Linked DNA regions of Triticum aestivum: region 1 is linked to region 2. The links are chromatin contacts, called in public Hi-C maps. All regions are on one chromosome and are shown on one strand. Each heading gives the region's core, a stretch centred on a gene start, on an enhancer-like site or on the middle of the called end of the contact. The rest is flanking DNA. Distances are from core to core; before and after follow the strand shown.

Region 1 (4,264 bases), core at 867-3,366, 410 kb after region 2:
TAAAGTAAAACATGTCTAAATCCTGCAATAAATAGATCTGCTCGAAGCTATCAAGACAGACACACATAAGATGGCTCTATGACCATCAATCATCTCCCACAAATGCACATTGCTGCAAGCCTACAATCCAATACATGATCCTGCATAAGCCAAGTTTAATTTACGAGAGGATCACATCAACTGAGCTCATATACTAGTTAACTTATAACCAGCAACAGACAGCCACAGTTGACGGTGGTAGATGTGATAGATAGATGCATGAAGAAAACTGAATTATAACAGAACAATTCATTGAGAAGTTGACTATGATGCAACATGCAAGCATTTAATTAAATTAGTTGTGCTCCAAGGTATTCTAGAAGTCAGGTGCAGCTTCAAGTCGGCAAGGAGTAAAACCTGCCTCTTCTCATTGCCAGCTACAACAAAGGGTACAAACAGCAAACACACAAAAAAATTGACTATTAAGAAGACCACTAGATCAAGAGGTAAATCGATCAATTCTTCAGTTCAAGAAACAGTGATGTGAGGCATAAAGAATGCTTAATATCAAGTATGGAGAAGAACACTAGATGAATATAGAATAAAGCATGTCCTCAGCCCAAGAAAATAGAGACATGAGGCGGATGAGTTCGACAATATTTCAAAAGCAGAACAAAACGGCTTGGTAAATTTAGCATCAACACAAGCAGTAGTCACTTCATCCCGAAATGGTATCTAAAGTGTGAAACAAGCATAGGTTTCATGCAACCACATGACAGTCACTTCTGATTGACACAAAAAGAAGAAATCAGCAGGCCCATACTTGATCCAATACATAGACATTACAACTCACGAGGATATGAAAACTAGCCTGTTAAGAAGCACCGCCTCTCTCAACATCCGTCAGATGAAAGGTGAAGCGTCGACAGCCTGACCTTTTACTGTTCTGAAGAAATCATGCGGAACAAGAGTTTGTTTGAGCCGATGCCTAGAGGGAAAGATGTCTTGGAAGCTAGCAACCAGTTTGCCATGAGTGTCAATGTAAAACAGCGAACGACCAAAACTGGCCAGCAAGAGCTCGTCACCACCACCCGAAGCAACGGTCACATACCAATAGCACTCACCATCATGGCCTTCAAGCTTTCCCCTGATTTCTGCGATCGGCAATGCAACCCGGTACTTCAAGTCCCAAACCTCACTGTCGTAGTTCGGCAACACCCATATATCAACAACTTCCGCAGCCTTGTTACAGCAATAGATGCCAAGCATGTCATCCATCTCAAGGATGCATGACTTGGTGGGATCAACTGGAGCATGCATCTGCCGAAATGACTCAGCTATGGTGTCAAATACCACCAGTTCCCATCCAGCCTCACAATCCTCCAGTGGGGTCTCGCCTGGGCGATAAAACAGGCACCAATGCAGGCTATCACGCACCCGGGCAGGTCCGTGGAAGTAAGCCGACGAGAATTTGGGCTCCGACAACCCGATGTACCTCGGTGGCTGGTCGGATCCCAGCGCAAAGACATAGCAGCCATTTTTGCCTGTAGGCGAGTCAAAGTCACTGTCGTCCCCCCAGTCCATTGCGCCCCTCCATTGCAGTAACAGCCGGTACTCGTCGGTAGGTCCGTGTAGGTACATCCCCAGGATGTTGAAGTCCGGCAGGGGCGGGAGGGAGGCGTGCTGACGCGTTACCGGGTTGCAGACGGCGAGGCGGGCGCGATTGCCAAGCATGCCAGACTTGGCGACGAGGAGGAGGCCGTCGCAGCAGAGCTCCAGACTGAAGGACCCGCCAAGCCGGGCGACGGTGTGGAACTGGGCGTCGGCGGTGGCGGCGGACCGGTGGTCGAAGGCGAGGAAGTTACGGTACCTGTTGTCGGCGGCGATGGGGAATGCGGGCTGGCGTGCGTGGTGGGCCAGGAGGAAGCGACGGGTGGAGGTGGCGCGGCGCCAGGCGCGGCGGACGGCGCGGCAGCGGATGAGCGATCTGGGGTCAAGGCGGGCGAGGATCTCCCAGAGCACGATCTCATCGGGGAGGTTGCGGAGGAGAGGCGTCGCTCCTGCGGCCGCGGCCTCCGCCATGGTCGCCGGCCGAGGGGAGGTTGGTGTTTCTGTTTCGGTGGAGAGAGAGTCGGAATGGAGATTTTTCTGAATAGGAATGGAGATAAGCGTAGAAGAAATGGAACTCTGGGCTGTGGAATGGTAGCAGCTCTCAAACGGGCTGGGCTTAGCCCAGAAGCAGATCGCTGTGAACTTTTTTTAATGGAGGTAACTGTGAACTGAAACGTCCTTTCAATTACTCATGTTTTTTTCCTACAAAAAAGTTACTCATGTTCCGGAAATCCAACTCTGACCCCAAGCTCATGCTCCCCGGTATGAAAAGGGTGTCTGATTGAGGGTAATTAAAGTCACGGAATGGAAATTAAAGGGGTACCAGACTTTAAATCATTTGTTTGGTTAGGGGGATTGAGAATTTATAAAGGAATAGGTCTAGGACTTGAGACTCTAACTCTCACCGTTTTATTAACAGGGGAGAGGAAGGGGTTGGCAGTTGAGAGGGAATTATTTTAGTGAGTCAATCTTAACCCTTCGTCATAACTTTATGTTCACTTTCCTGGTCTAGTCCCTTGTCAATTCTCATGAACCAAACAAAGGAATACAAATACCCTCAAATTCTCAAATTCTCAAAAATAATTCCTATCATGGCCAAACCGAGGATTGAGAATAAAATGACTCATACCATATCTAATCTCAATACAATTCCCTACACTAAACTCCCATCCCCCTTCCCAAATATTGCCAAACGCGTTGGAAAGGTAAAGGAAATAAAATATCAAACAAATCCAAAAAAATCTAAAAAGAATTACGCATCGAAGATGAAAGACTCTTGTAAGTGCGTGCAAATTTTCACACCGAGACGGCATCCGAGGAGCTCAGTACAAAACAAACATAATCAGAGATCAATTTTTTTGCAGCTTTGGGCATTTTTTGAGCTTTTATATTGTTTTCTTTGTGCCAAGCTCCTCAGATGTCATGTGAGCGTGAAACTTTGCAACCACCTAGAAGAATCTCTCATCTTTCATGTGTAGTTTTCTTTAGCTTTTTTTAAACGGGTTGTCTTTTTGAATTACTTCACTTGGTGCAGATGTACCCGAGCTCCTAACATTACTATCCTTGTGATTCCTTTTTTTTTTTTTGCCATGGATACATTATACACTAGGAATCTTATTTTACCGCTTGTCATTCCGCACGTGCATATGAGTTTTCTACTGAATCGTATATTCCAAGATCATAGCAGTTATAGCATACAATATAAGTTCGTAATTATGAATATATAAAATAATATAATATAATATTATTACCTTTAGGTCATATTTCCAACAATCGCGTTGTCTTCATCGACCAACGCCATTTGTGGATTCTAGGTCGGTGCACAATTGGCCAATGTACACCGTTGGAATAGGTCGATGTCGTCTTATTTTGAAAAGTAACTTGGTCTATGAATATACCAATAGAATCCAAGCCTTGAAACAGCAGAAAATAATCCATCAATGATATCATGTGAATTTCTTAATGACCACACTTCATTTTAGGAAGTACTTTAGTACAACAATTTGGATATGCATCTAATTGATTGATACTACTGAATTGCTTGTGGTGGATATGTATGCAATTAATATCTACCTTGCAATGGCCATATATATTTAGATGTCATGCACCTCATTCACCTAACCAGCACAACAACAAGAAACTTGATTGATCCCCAAGCTACATAAGCGCATCCATCAACCCAAAGTCGTACCACCATAAATCTGTCACCATGAGGACTTGCAGTCTCCTTCTCCTCATTGCCGCCACTGTTGCAGTGGCTTATCCCGTTGCCACATTCGCCCAAGTAGCCTGGTATCCAATTGGGGGCGTCAATGAACCGCACGTCCAAGAGCTCGGCAAGTGGGCAGTGGCGGAGCACGTCAAGCAGGCGCACGATGGGCTCAAGTTCATCAAGGTGATGAGCGGTGAAAAGGCGCCCGATGCCGGTGTGAAATATCACCTCATCATCAAAGCATTCAACAGCAACAACAAACCTGTTAGATACGAAGCGTTTTTGGTTGAGGAGATTAGGAGCAACACACGCAACCTCATCTCCTTTAGCCCCGTGAACTAAGTGATGACCAACTGGGTGGATAGTATTTTTGGATATAATAAACATGTACTAATGAGAATAAATAATTTTTGTAAGCGGTATGGAAAACTATTTGAATTGAGATAACAAGTTTTTGGCCTA
Region 2 (4,297 bases), core at 394-2,893:
AAAAAACAAGAATGAAAAAAAAGGGGAAAATGGTTCAAGAATCTACCCAAAACCGGTGGGAGAGAAACCCAGCCAGCCATACTGGGCCGGCCGAATAGTGTGCGAGCTCGCGGGCACTTGCGCGATTGATCGCTACCCACCCCTCTGTGCGCGGTAAATAGGACTCCCGTTGGCCCCGGGTAGTGGAGCTTGCTTTTGCAAATTTGTGAACTGAACCATCAGGGACCAACCAAGTTTGTGGGCCTCCCCTAAAAAAAAAGTTTGTGGGCCTCCGGTGCTTTAACCTCATGTTTTTACTCCGGCAAACTTTGGTGTTGACTCTCTACTTGCGTGAACGCCCGTACCACCAGGCACCTGCGAAGGGTGTGCGCCTGCACACGGCCACCAGATCAGTAGGCCCCAAATTTGACATACTCGGTAAAAATAGCAGGTACGTTGAGGGTTGAATAATCAAAGTAAGGGACACACTACTAACTATGTATTCTCTCTCAAAAAGAACTACTAGTACTCTGTAGGCAATGAAATGATTCAGCAAACCATACATAGGAACCTGCAAAAATTAATTATCCAGCCTCTAATCGCCCATGGCTTTCTCTTGCTCTTCATCTTCCTCCGATCCGATCAGGGGCAGCAAGGCCTCTATACAAGCCGGTGGATTTCTGTACTAATCTTCCTTTTTTCAAAAAAGCAAAAGGCTTGCCATTTTCATATAAGAAGAAGGTTTAAAAGTCTTGGCCAAATGGCAGGTTACAGACATTACTCTCGCGGCATTATATTACACAAACATCTCGCCCCGACAAGGCACCACAACCAAGTTTTCGGTTTGATGCGAGTCACAAGCAACCCGACCGAAATAGCGGTGCTGTGGAACACACGTGCATTTCGCTCGTTCAGATTTCCCAAGAGATAAGATGCATAAGGGGAAGAAGCGCCCTTCAAAATTGTGACCCGCCGGAAGCAATGTTGCGCCACCACTCCTTAACGAAAACCATACCTCCCCAATCAGTAGGATGGGCATCATGTAAACCAAGCCATGCTTTAATCATACCCCAAACTTTAGCTGTGTAACAATATTGAAAGAGAAGGTGAGCTGCTGATTCTGGCATTTGTTTGCATAGCGGGCAAAGGTTACAGTTTGGCCTGCCCTTGCGCCGAAGCCGGGCAGCCATCCAAATCCTATTGTTAATGACCAACAAAGCAAAAAAAAAATGCATTTCAGAGAAGCCCAATTCTTACACACGCAAAGAGGTATATCTGAGTCGACGAGGCCAAGAAATTGTGCACTATACGCCGTTGCCGCCAAATATTGGTCATTCTTAGGAAATTGAATCAGCCACGGCCACGTCGGGGTTGAGTTAGAACGTGTGATAGCAACAACAACTATAGCTAGACTAGACACCTGCACAGAACGTGAAATCTCCATCGAAACGTGGTGCCAGTAGTAGCTCCCCCCTGCCGTTCAAAACCTGCTCAAACTCGGACCCGGAAAACGAAACTCCGTGAAGCGTCGCCATCCCATCGGATCTCGCTGTCCTTCCCCAGCCAAAAAGACAGCCCGAGCACGGGCCACCCCCGTCCGCATGCGGTCGGGTCAACACGCCCTCCACCAACTCCAGGACAGGCAATCACACCGACCGACACGGCCACGCCTACGCACCCAGTCGCACCTCGCCAAGTAGTACAGAGAGACACATCCCGCGCATGGACGGACATGGCACCCCCACCCGGTCACGTCGTCGCGCGCAGGAAACCGAGCGCCGCGGGCAGGCAGCGGAGTCGCATCCGCGCAGCGCAGCGGTCAAAGCAGCGTCAAGCCCCGGTGAGGGCTGCGCCTGCGTACGCACGCACCACACCGCAGATGTGGCTGTGTGTGCGCCCCTGCCAAAGCAGAAGCATGGCGCTGAGACCGACACCACCCGCCGTCCCAGAAGAGAAGGCCTGAACAGGGACACTCCTCGCAGCAGAGAGGCAGGCAGCCGTACTCGGGAAAAGAGTGAGCGGAACGAGCAAAGCCGCAGCAGCAAGCAAACGCAGGCGAAAGAAAAGGCCGGGGCAAAACGGACAAAAATAACCTAAGGAAGAAACAAATTCACATAATGAACCGTCCGTAAAAGTATTTCACCTAGCTAATCTTTTCAGATAGCGTCGGACATGACAGACGCTACACAGCTTGTCAGCGTGGCACTTGAGGGCAGGCCAGCCCCACCCTAGTTAAGTAGCACCCCTGCCTAAGGCGCCACACTAGACAGTGTAACGCCGATATGTTAGGCGCTATACTCTGCCTTAGTACCCGCAGCGGGCCAGCCCACACACATCCCCCAAGAACATACGAACAGAGAGACGCCGACTGCGGTTTTCTCTCTCCCCCTCTCAAATCCCTTCCCGAATCTTACAGATCTGAAGGTTTTCTTCGTGGATTTTGATCCCCAATCCCTCCCTCAAGTGTCATGACCCAACCTATGATTGGGTTGAGATCATGATGGTCCACTCGGATACAATAGCAAATGGGTGAGAATTCAGAGGAATCGGAGTATGGGATGGGGATCAGCAAAGCATGAGATGATGAAGGAGGCGAACTGAAAGAAGGAGAAGGCTAATGCCTTGTTTCTTTTTCTGATCGATGACTCCCTCAGGATTACAAGCCCAATACTTATACCACTACTCCTACCGAATCCACACAACGATGGTCCACGGCCCACCGAAGCCCGGGTAACAAACGCCCTGACGGCAGCCCATAGGTGGGGTGTTACACTCTCCCTCCCTTGAAATTCGGCCGGCCCTCAAGCCGATGATGAACATCTTTGAATTAGGAATGTCGCCACACTCGTCTAGCGGAAGAGCTAATCCATCTTGATCATATGGTAGTAGTGGTAGTAGTAGTATGTGCATGGAGATGATTGTACTGCTAATCCCAAGCTGGAGAAAGAATTTGCAATCCTTCCCATAAGTGTGCTTGGTGGTGTTCAATATGCCCAACTCAATGTGAAATTTCTGAATATTTTCTATTATACCTCCAGGAGGACCATGTTGACCTATTCCCAAGCCCAGCAAAGTGAAACCACCAGGGTCCCATGTCCAGAGCACATCATCTAGGGTTGGTCGATGATGTGTTCCAGTAGTTAGAAGTATCAGTGGCCCATGGTCCTTGTCGCGTGTTGCCCGGGACAGCAGGTTCGCCGTAAAAGAAGTCCACACGGTGCATAGCTTGTTATGCTCCTTCGGAAATACATAACCCAGATCACAGAACTTGTCAACATAACATCCCATAGACGACTGACATGTCCAGCATAAGCAATATATTGTGGCTGAGCTTCCCAAACACCCATTGACTATTCCCATTGCACACATGAACTGCACTACCAGGTGGCTATTTTTCGTCATTGGGGAAATGCCAGGATCCCACAACCTTAGCCCACACAAGAATTGGCAAAAGCAGTTCAATGGTTGTTTCTTTTCAACTGTAAATTTAGTGGACATAGTTCTCGTGATAGTAAAATATGATCCATAACTAAAAGGGCATCTCACTGCAGAAAATGACAAACATGACACCCACTCGCTTAAATGCAGTTTTAGCGTTCTGAGGTAATGCACATAGAAGTTTCCCGGGCTGACATTGAAGCAATTAGAGAATGGCCCTGCAATTAGCCATTGGAATGGTGTAGAATAATGTAGGGAAGCAGTCAATAATTTCTCTGTGTTGCACTGAATGCCATCAAGGAAGCCAGACAAGTTGGTGAGTATAGGCACCATAAGAATTATCTTCCATAGCAAGTGAAAGTGAATAATGGGCTGAGGTCCTCCAGTAAACAATTCATTTCCTTTTGTATCAAGTGGTGTGGCTCCAACAATTGAATGCATTGCGCTTTGCTGAATTTCTTTGTCAACATGATGTAGAACTGTTGTAACATGTGATAACCATCTGGTATTTGACTCCTGGAAGTGTAAATACGGCCGGCCTTTTCTGAAAGCAAGCATTAACTCACACATGTGCTGAAGCACATAAGGAGCACCCAAGAGTGGATAACTAGTAATTGAGGGTAGCATAGCTATCATGTGTCCCAATAACCAAGATGGATATCAAGTTCTAGTCCACAATAAACTACAGATAACTTGGGCTTGATCATAAGTAATATGTTCCCAATAGCTGATACCCAAGTGCCAAGGATAAACTACAGAATACCAGGGTCACATGCCTTCCAAAAAAATATGCCCTCTTATACTTGTAAGTCAGAGCACAAAAACAGCCAATCACTGCAGCCCCCTCAATCAAATTGGAATTTCCCTTTTTTTTCTCTTG

Evidence for each region. Hi-C and Micro-C count contacts between places; a contact is called where the count stands out from the background.
Region 1: a contact with region 2 is called in a Hi-C map of leaf, with 4 times the contacts expected there. The contact joins the promoter of LOC123148387 here to the enhancer-like site in region 2. A contact is called at or near these places in 5 of 5 Hi-C or Micro-C datasets (leaf, root and an unstated tissue).

Annotation. Positions count from the first base shown.
Region 1 is chr7A:577,956,156-577,960,419 of IWGSC CS RefSeq v2.1, forward strand. LOC123148387 (F-box only protein 8-like) reads right to left here and starts at 2,117. Exons shown (of 1, transcript XM_044567782.1): 1 at 1-2,117. The coding sequence starts at 2,061. The coding sequence ends at 883.
Region 2 is chr7A:577,551,553-577,555,849 of IWGSC CS RefSeq v2.1, forward strand. No RefSeq gene overlaps it. Among protein-coding and RNA genes, the nearest start is that of LOC123148386, 13 kb to the left of the region's middle. Within about 2 kb of position 1,644, at least 3 of the 8 cell types and tissues checked have an H3K27ac peak or open chromatin away from gene starts, as enhancers often do. A contact at or near this core is called in leaf, where this site is marked.